Linked DNA regions of Pan troglodytes: region 2 is linked to region 1. The links are chromatin contacts, called in public capture Hi-C maps. All regions are on one chromosome and are shown on one strand. The core of a region is the stretch at or near the end of the contact, and the rest is flanking DNA. Distances in the headings are between cores, read along the strand shown. Region 1 overlaps ANKS1A (ankyrin repeat and sterile alpha motif domain containing 1A). Region 2 overlaps SCUBE3 (signal peptide, CUB domain and EGF like domain containing 3).

Region 1 (2,906 bases), core at 300-2,799:
ATTTTCTTGAACCATCCTCTATAGTCCAGCTTGGGAAAGTCAAGAACAGGCACATGTGGGGGACCACCTAAACAGCGGGTTCATCCACCCGGGCTGCAGAGCCCCAGGCTGCTGTGTCTGCACCACTGCCAGGTGCTGAAGCGTGGAGAGGATGGGCTCAGGCCTGCCCATGAACCCTGTCTGATGGGTCAGGAGGGGGCTTTCCCCAGGATCTCAGGGAGTACCGTCTTCAACTTGGACCAAAATGGAATCACTGTTTATTTTGACTGGTCAGTATCAGGGTTCAGATTGTCCTTGGGTTGGGCGTCAGGATCAGGGAGAAAAGATCTGGGCTCTGGGGTTAGCCTGGGTAGAGGAGGAGCAGGCCCTCCAGCAGGCAGCCCTGCACCAAGTGTGGGATTGCCCAGCACCACTGGTTTTGCAGAGGCGCCCGCACCCCCCAGCCGAAGGGCACGACCACAGCATTGGAGTCTCAGTTCTGTTTTTAGGGCCACAGGCCCCTGGGCTGCCACCACTGGAGCTAGTTAGCTGAATCGCCAACAGAAGTGTTTACAGCTAACTCATCCCTGTGCCAACTCCCATTCTCAGGAGTCCAGGAGGGTATGCCTTCCCACTGGCCCAGGCCACTCTGGCTCTGTCAACAAAGGCCTTCTCCGTCAAGCAGAAGGGAACTTGCTTGGCTGTCTTCTGATAAAGCCAGCCATGTTAGGTATTGAGTAGCTGGTCAAGCAGGATCCTTCTGGGGCCTGATGAGAACCCTCTCTTTTCCAGGGCTCATCTACAGCCTATTGGGATACCAGTATCTCCCAGCATATTTAGAGGGTAATGTGTCCAGGGCATATTTAGAAGCCCTGGACTTCTGTCCCTGTACCTGTTTTATCTTTTTGGCCTGTCTCCATCTGTACTTGGGATTTGGCCCTGGTTTCCCCCTTGCCCTTGGCCATCGCTGTCCTCCCCCAGAGTGTGAGTGGCCTGCTCTGGGGTGGGGCACTTCCCCTGGGCTCTAACAGGCCCCAAGAGAAGTCCGTCCCCAATTTGTTTGGTATACTCACCTAAGGAACATCAAGTGTAACGGCCTTATTTCATTGCCTGTTTTTATAAGAAGCACAGTCATTCGTAAAGTGGCAAGTAGGGGGGTCACTTACCTGTGGGCTATGCCCTTTGGGTCTGGTCATTCCTGTGTCCTCTCCTGGCTGTCCTGGAAACTGTCGAACAAAGCTCTAGGAGCAGTCCCTCTCTATTCTTCCTGACAAGCTGTTTCCAGCCCCTGGAGCTAGAGGTAAAGTTTCATATCTCCGCCCTTCATATGCATTTGTGCAGCCAACATCGGCTATTGGGAAATCTGTCATTTCGCTCTGATGCTAGTGCTGCTGTCTCCTTCTCCCTCAGCAGCCACAGCAGCAGTTGCTTCTGCTCCGATGTGATGTCCGATCCCTGATGTATTTTCCTGAGCTTGGAAGGGGGAGGGTGAGGAGGGGAGGAAGGGGAGGGCCAGACATTACGAGAGTGAGCAAGGACTGTGGAGCCAGCAGCAGGCAGCGTGGAGCCCAGGAGCCTTTAGACAAAGCATTCTGCTGCGGCTCTGTCAGCGCGCACATCCACCGGCAGCAGGCAGGACCACAGCTGCCCGGCTGGGGGATTACAAGCAAGAATGAATCAGCACCCGGGGACACTTGACTTCATGGGCATAGAAGAACCTGCCACGTAGGCTCCTGGAGCAGACTTCCCCATTCAAGGGCAGGGGAGCTCAAGTATCCCCCAGACTCGGCATCTTGGAGCGCTGCGGCAGCGTGCATCCAGAAGGCCGCCGGGTCCCTGACCATCATCTGTTCTGCAGGAGACAGAGGAGAGGGAGTGGAGGCTGGCAGAGTTGGTCACCAGGGTCTTGTAGATAACCAAGGAAGTTGGCATTGTCCTGCCCCAAGGGGCAGAAAGTACCTGGGAACGGCAGAATGACTTTCACCGTGTCAGGAGTTCACTGGAGGTGATGTGTTTATAGTTGGTTCTTCCTTTTCCTTCCTTGTACCTCTTTTTCCTCCTTTTCACTTTTTTCCTTCTTTCATCTGTTCTTGCCCACAAGAATCAGAGAAGTAGGTTGGGGTTCAGGCATCCAGCTCAGAACATCCAAGGTCTGCCAGAAAGGGCTGAACTTTTGTCCTCCCTGCACCACCAAAATCCCCATCCTGATCGAGGAGCAAATAGATGTCCTCCCTTCCCTGCTCATCCTTAGAGGAGAACGCCAAGATCCGGAGACCCTGGGACGACTGTGGCTGTCTTTATCACTCAGCCGAAGAGAGAACAGCGCAGGACGTGAATAGACTTAAGCCGCCACAGCTCAGCTGACAGAGGACCACTTCCTTTTTCTCTCTTTTATCTGGTTGGGTTTTGTCTTCTTTACCCAAGAACTGAATTTGCCTGCCTGCTTTCTACCTGAGCAGGCAGGTGAGTCACTGGAACAGCTGTTATCAGAAGAGGAAAATGAATGCCCAGCCCCTGAAAACCAGCCCGGCCCAAGAAGGCAACACTTCAGACGGCGTGCTGGCCCAGGAGACGCCCTGCTCGCCAGCTGCCAGAGTCTAGCTGTGGATCGGGCTCCTGGCCCACTGGCCGCGCAGCCCGGCGGAATGCGATGCTGCCGTCCCAGCAGAGCCACACCTGAGCCCGACCCCCGAGCCCCGGCCCATGTGCCCCACTCAGCCCGTTGCTGCCTTGAGCCTCTGAGCACAAAGGGCCGGTGGCCATGGTTTGCTTATTCCGGGACTGCTGGGGGAAAACAAGTAAAAGTCTCTTTTCTCCCCCTGCCGTGTTCTGTGCTGCTTGTGTTGCATGTGCTGGGTCCCGGTGAACAGCCGCCGCTGCTGCTTCCCTCCCGGAGCTCTCGCTGTGTGCCTGTGTCCCTCAGCTGC
Region 2 (2,792 bases), core at 159-2,658, 160 kb after region 1:
CCGGTTTGAGATGTGAGCAGCTGGGACCTGTTGTAAGAGGAGCCGGCCCTGGGTGTGAGTTTGGGAATGTGAAGTGTGCATTCACACACGTGTGAATGTGTGTGCATGACTCAGGGTGTGTGTGTGTGTGTAGTGCTCTGGTGAGAGGAAAAAGGAAGTGGGGCAATGTGCATTTTGTTTTAGTTGGAGAAGTAAAGAAGTGGAATGGCTTGGTCCAGTGCCTTGAACTGAGGACAGGGGAAGGGAACGAAGGGCTTCAGACCTTTTGAGAAGATGGAGCTGGAAGAGCTTGCTGCCTGAACTCACTCAGTCCTTTCCCCCAGCTCTGGTCCCCAAATGTCAGGGTGTGGGCCTCCTTTGACATCCCGTATCCCTAGCACATGACCACTTATAAGAAAGAGTCCCTGTCAGGGCTGGAAACTGCAGAGCTGCTCTGAGGCTGGCAGTGCCTGCAAGAGGCCCAGACCTGGGGACAGCTTCTTCAGGCTCAGAAGACTGGAGTCTGGAAACAGAAGGACTGCTGGGCCTTGGGTATAGAAGCGAAACAACGGCCAACCCAGGGATGTCTGGGGGGTACAGGAGCTAGTCACCTGGGCTAAGAGGGGACAGAGACTCCCCTCCCCCACCTGCCACTTAACATTGGACTGGCTACTCTCCTGTTCCCATGCCCACCCAATGCCAGCCTCAAGTGGCACCGGGGATATAGAGGTATATGGTGCCAGTGGGTTTAGACAAATGCAGAGCCTAAGGATTTGAGCCTCGGAGGAAATCACTGAAATCCCTCTTCTCACTTGTAAAATATCAGTAGGGTTCCCTGCAGCCCTGAGATTCTGCACATCTCACTGAAATCCTTCCTGCTGAAGGCAGAAGGCGCCGGGCCTCCACAGGTTACTCACCCAAATCTCAGGCGCTCTCCTCCTTGGATGCTGGTCCACTTCTGCCTGCCTGAGGCTAGGTCATCTGGATACTCTTCCTTTCTTCCCCCACCCCAGTTTCCTGGAACCCCAAGTAGCTGATAGTTCTTACTGTGTCCATGAAGTGGGTATTTATCCCTGGAAATAGCCCCTGAAGAACACATGTGTGTTTCTATATGTGTGTATCCAACAAAGTTGGGAAGTGGAGCTGAAATATCCGTGTTATGGGAACTGAATATTCTTGGATCTGGGCCCCAGGATTCCGTGGTTCTAGCTCTGAGACTAGCTGTCTGTATTCTGCCCTAGCCTAGACATGTCCCCCTGCAGATCAAGCACTGCTTTGTAGTTGCTGTTAGATGCTGTGCTTTGGCTGAACAAATGGGATGATGACCCCTATATAGGGCACAGTGGTCCTTGCTCTTACCTCTGGTTTTCCCTGTGGTTATAACCATAGCCCTAGAGAGCTGTGGGGTTTGGATTTCTGAGCCTACACCAGGGGCTCTTCAGGTCTGGTCACTGGTGGTAACAAGCTGAGGAAAGACCTGGGCAGGGGCTGCAGGGCTGGAGGGAAGATCCAGGATAAGGAAACACATCTAAGGAATCCCTCTGAAAGGGGGGAGTATCAGGATATGTGGGCATTGGGGGGAGGGCTGGGGAAGGGGAGTGCTTGAAGGGTAGACCCTGGGGAGCAGGTTTACAGAGAGGACGTTTTTACAAGTTTCTAATTATATTTATTTGGAGTTTTCCTCTGGCGGTTTGAAGCTGTTAACAGCAGGAACCTGTATCCCTGGTGTTTGTTTTTGTTTCTAACCAGCTGCTTGGCCCCAGCATAGTGAATCCAAGGGCAGGCAACACCTGCCCACTGTTGCACTGCCCACCCTTTCCTTATTGCAACTGTGTCTGTACCCTCCCTGCCCACTACTCAGCCTTGCTCTCTTCTGCTGCTCCCATGCCCAAAGCCTCAGAGCATCTGCATTCCCACTGCTGATTTCCTCCCTGGATCATGTACATTTCAGCTCCTTCCGCTCCACGGTTATATACTGGATGCATGCTTCATGCTGAACTAAGTGCTGAGGTGGAGTTGGGGGAGGTACAATAATGACTAAGGCATGGATTCCTCCCTCAAGTGCTTAGAGAACACAGTGGGTAGTTAGAGAGCACTGGACTGGGAGTTTGAAGACCTGGATCCTGGCTTTACACTAGCTATTTGCTCTTTCCTGAGGTATCCTCACTGGGCTTCAGTTTCCTCATCTATTCAATGAGAGAGGACAGTTTGAAGACCACGTGAACCAACCTGCATGAAAAAACTGTACACTTAGTGAAATTATACAAATCTGAAATGAGTTTATTTTTTTCAATTAAAGAGATAATATTACTAATCACAAAACCAGAACCTACCCATGCCCACTGCCTGCCTCTCTGCCCCTCACTCTACAATGTTCTGTTCTTCCCCCACTTCACTACCCATCCTCTAAAAGTCTCTGATTCATGGTTGTTGATTTTGTCCATACTGAAAGGGAGAAAATTCTTGTCCAATTAGGGTTACATTCAAATGATCAGGGAGCTAGATTAGGGATAAGGCAGGACAACAGAGAGAAACTCATCAGGGTCCCCAGTAAGTGACAAGCTTCTGAGGTTCAGACCCCCTTCCCTTCAAATCACCAAACACCAGCAGCTTTTCCTGGCTGTTCAGTTGAGCAGGCTAAGCTTGAGTGAGAGGAGAGGATACTGTTTTTAAAAGGAGAAAGTGCTCTGTCTCCGCCTTGGAATCAACAGGTGGTCATTTGTGTGGTTTTCTGGACTTTCTCTAGGCTACCCTCATCCTTGCATAAGCTTTTTCTAGACTGAGGATGGGCCCAGACTCTCACTGAAGTCACA

The links. Capture Hi-C pulls out chosen DNA fragments and counts their contacts.
Region 2: a capture Hi-C map of stem cell-derived neural stem cells shows a contact between it and region 1, with 2.2 times the contacts expected there. The contact joins two enhancer-like sites. A contact is called at or near these places in 1 of 1 datasets of contacts at active chromatin or transcription factors (stem cell-derived excitatory neurons) and 1 of 1 other capture datasets (stem cell-derived neural stem cells).

What each region holds. Positions count from the first base shown.
Region 1 is chr5:40,930,797-40,933,702 of NHGRI_mPanTro3-v2.0_pri, forward strand. All of the region lies in intron 12 of ANKS1A (ankyrin repeat and sterile alpha motif domain containing 1A), which reads left to right. Among named protein-coding and RNA genes, the nearest start is that of TCP11, 85 kb to the right of the region's middle. Within about 2 kb of position 1,550, at least 4 of the 24 cell types and tissues checked have an H3K27ac peak or open chromatin away from gene starts, as enhancers often do. A contact at or near this core is called in stem cell-derived neural stem cells, where this site is marked.
Region 2 is chr5:41,092,778-41,095,569 of NHGRI_mPanTro3-v2.0_pri, forward strand. All of the region lies in intron 1 of SCUBE3 (signal peptide, CUB domain and EGF like domain containing 3), which reads left to right. All of the region lies in intron 2 of LOC129144244 (a long non-coding RNA gene), which reads right to left. Among named protein-coding and RNA genes, the nearest start is that of SCUBE3, 5.6 kb to the left of the region's middle. Within about 2 kb of position 1,409, at least 1 of the 24 cell types and tissues checked has an H3K27ac peak or open chromatin away from gene starts, as enhancers often do. A contact at or near this core is called in stem cell-derived neural stem cells, where this site is marked.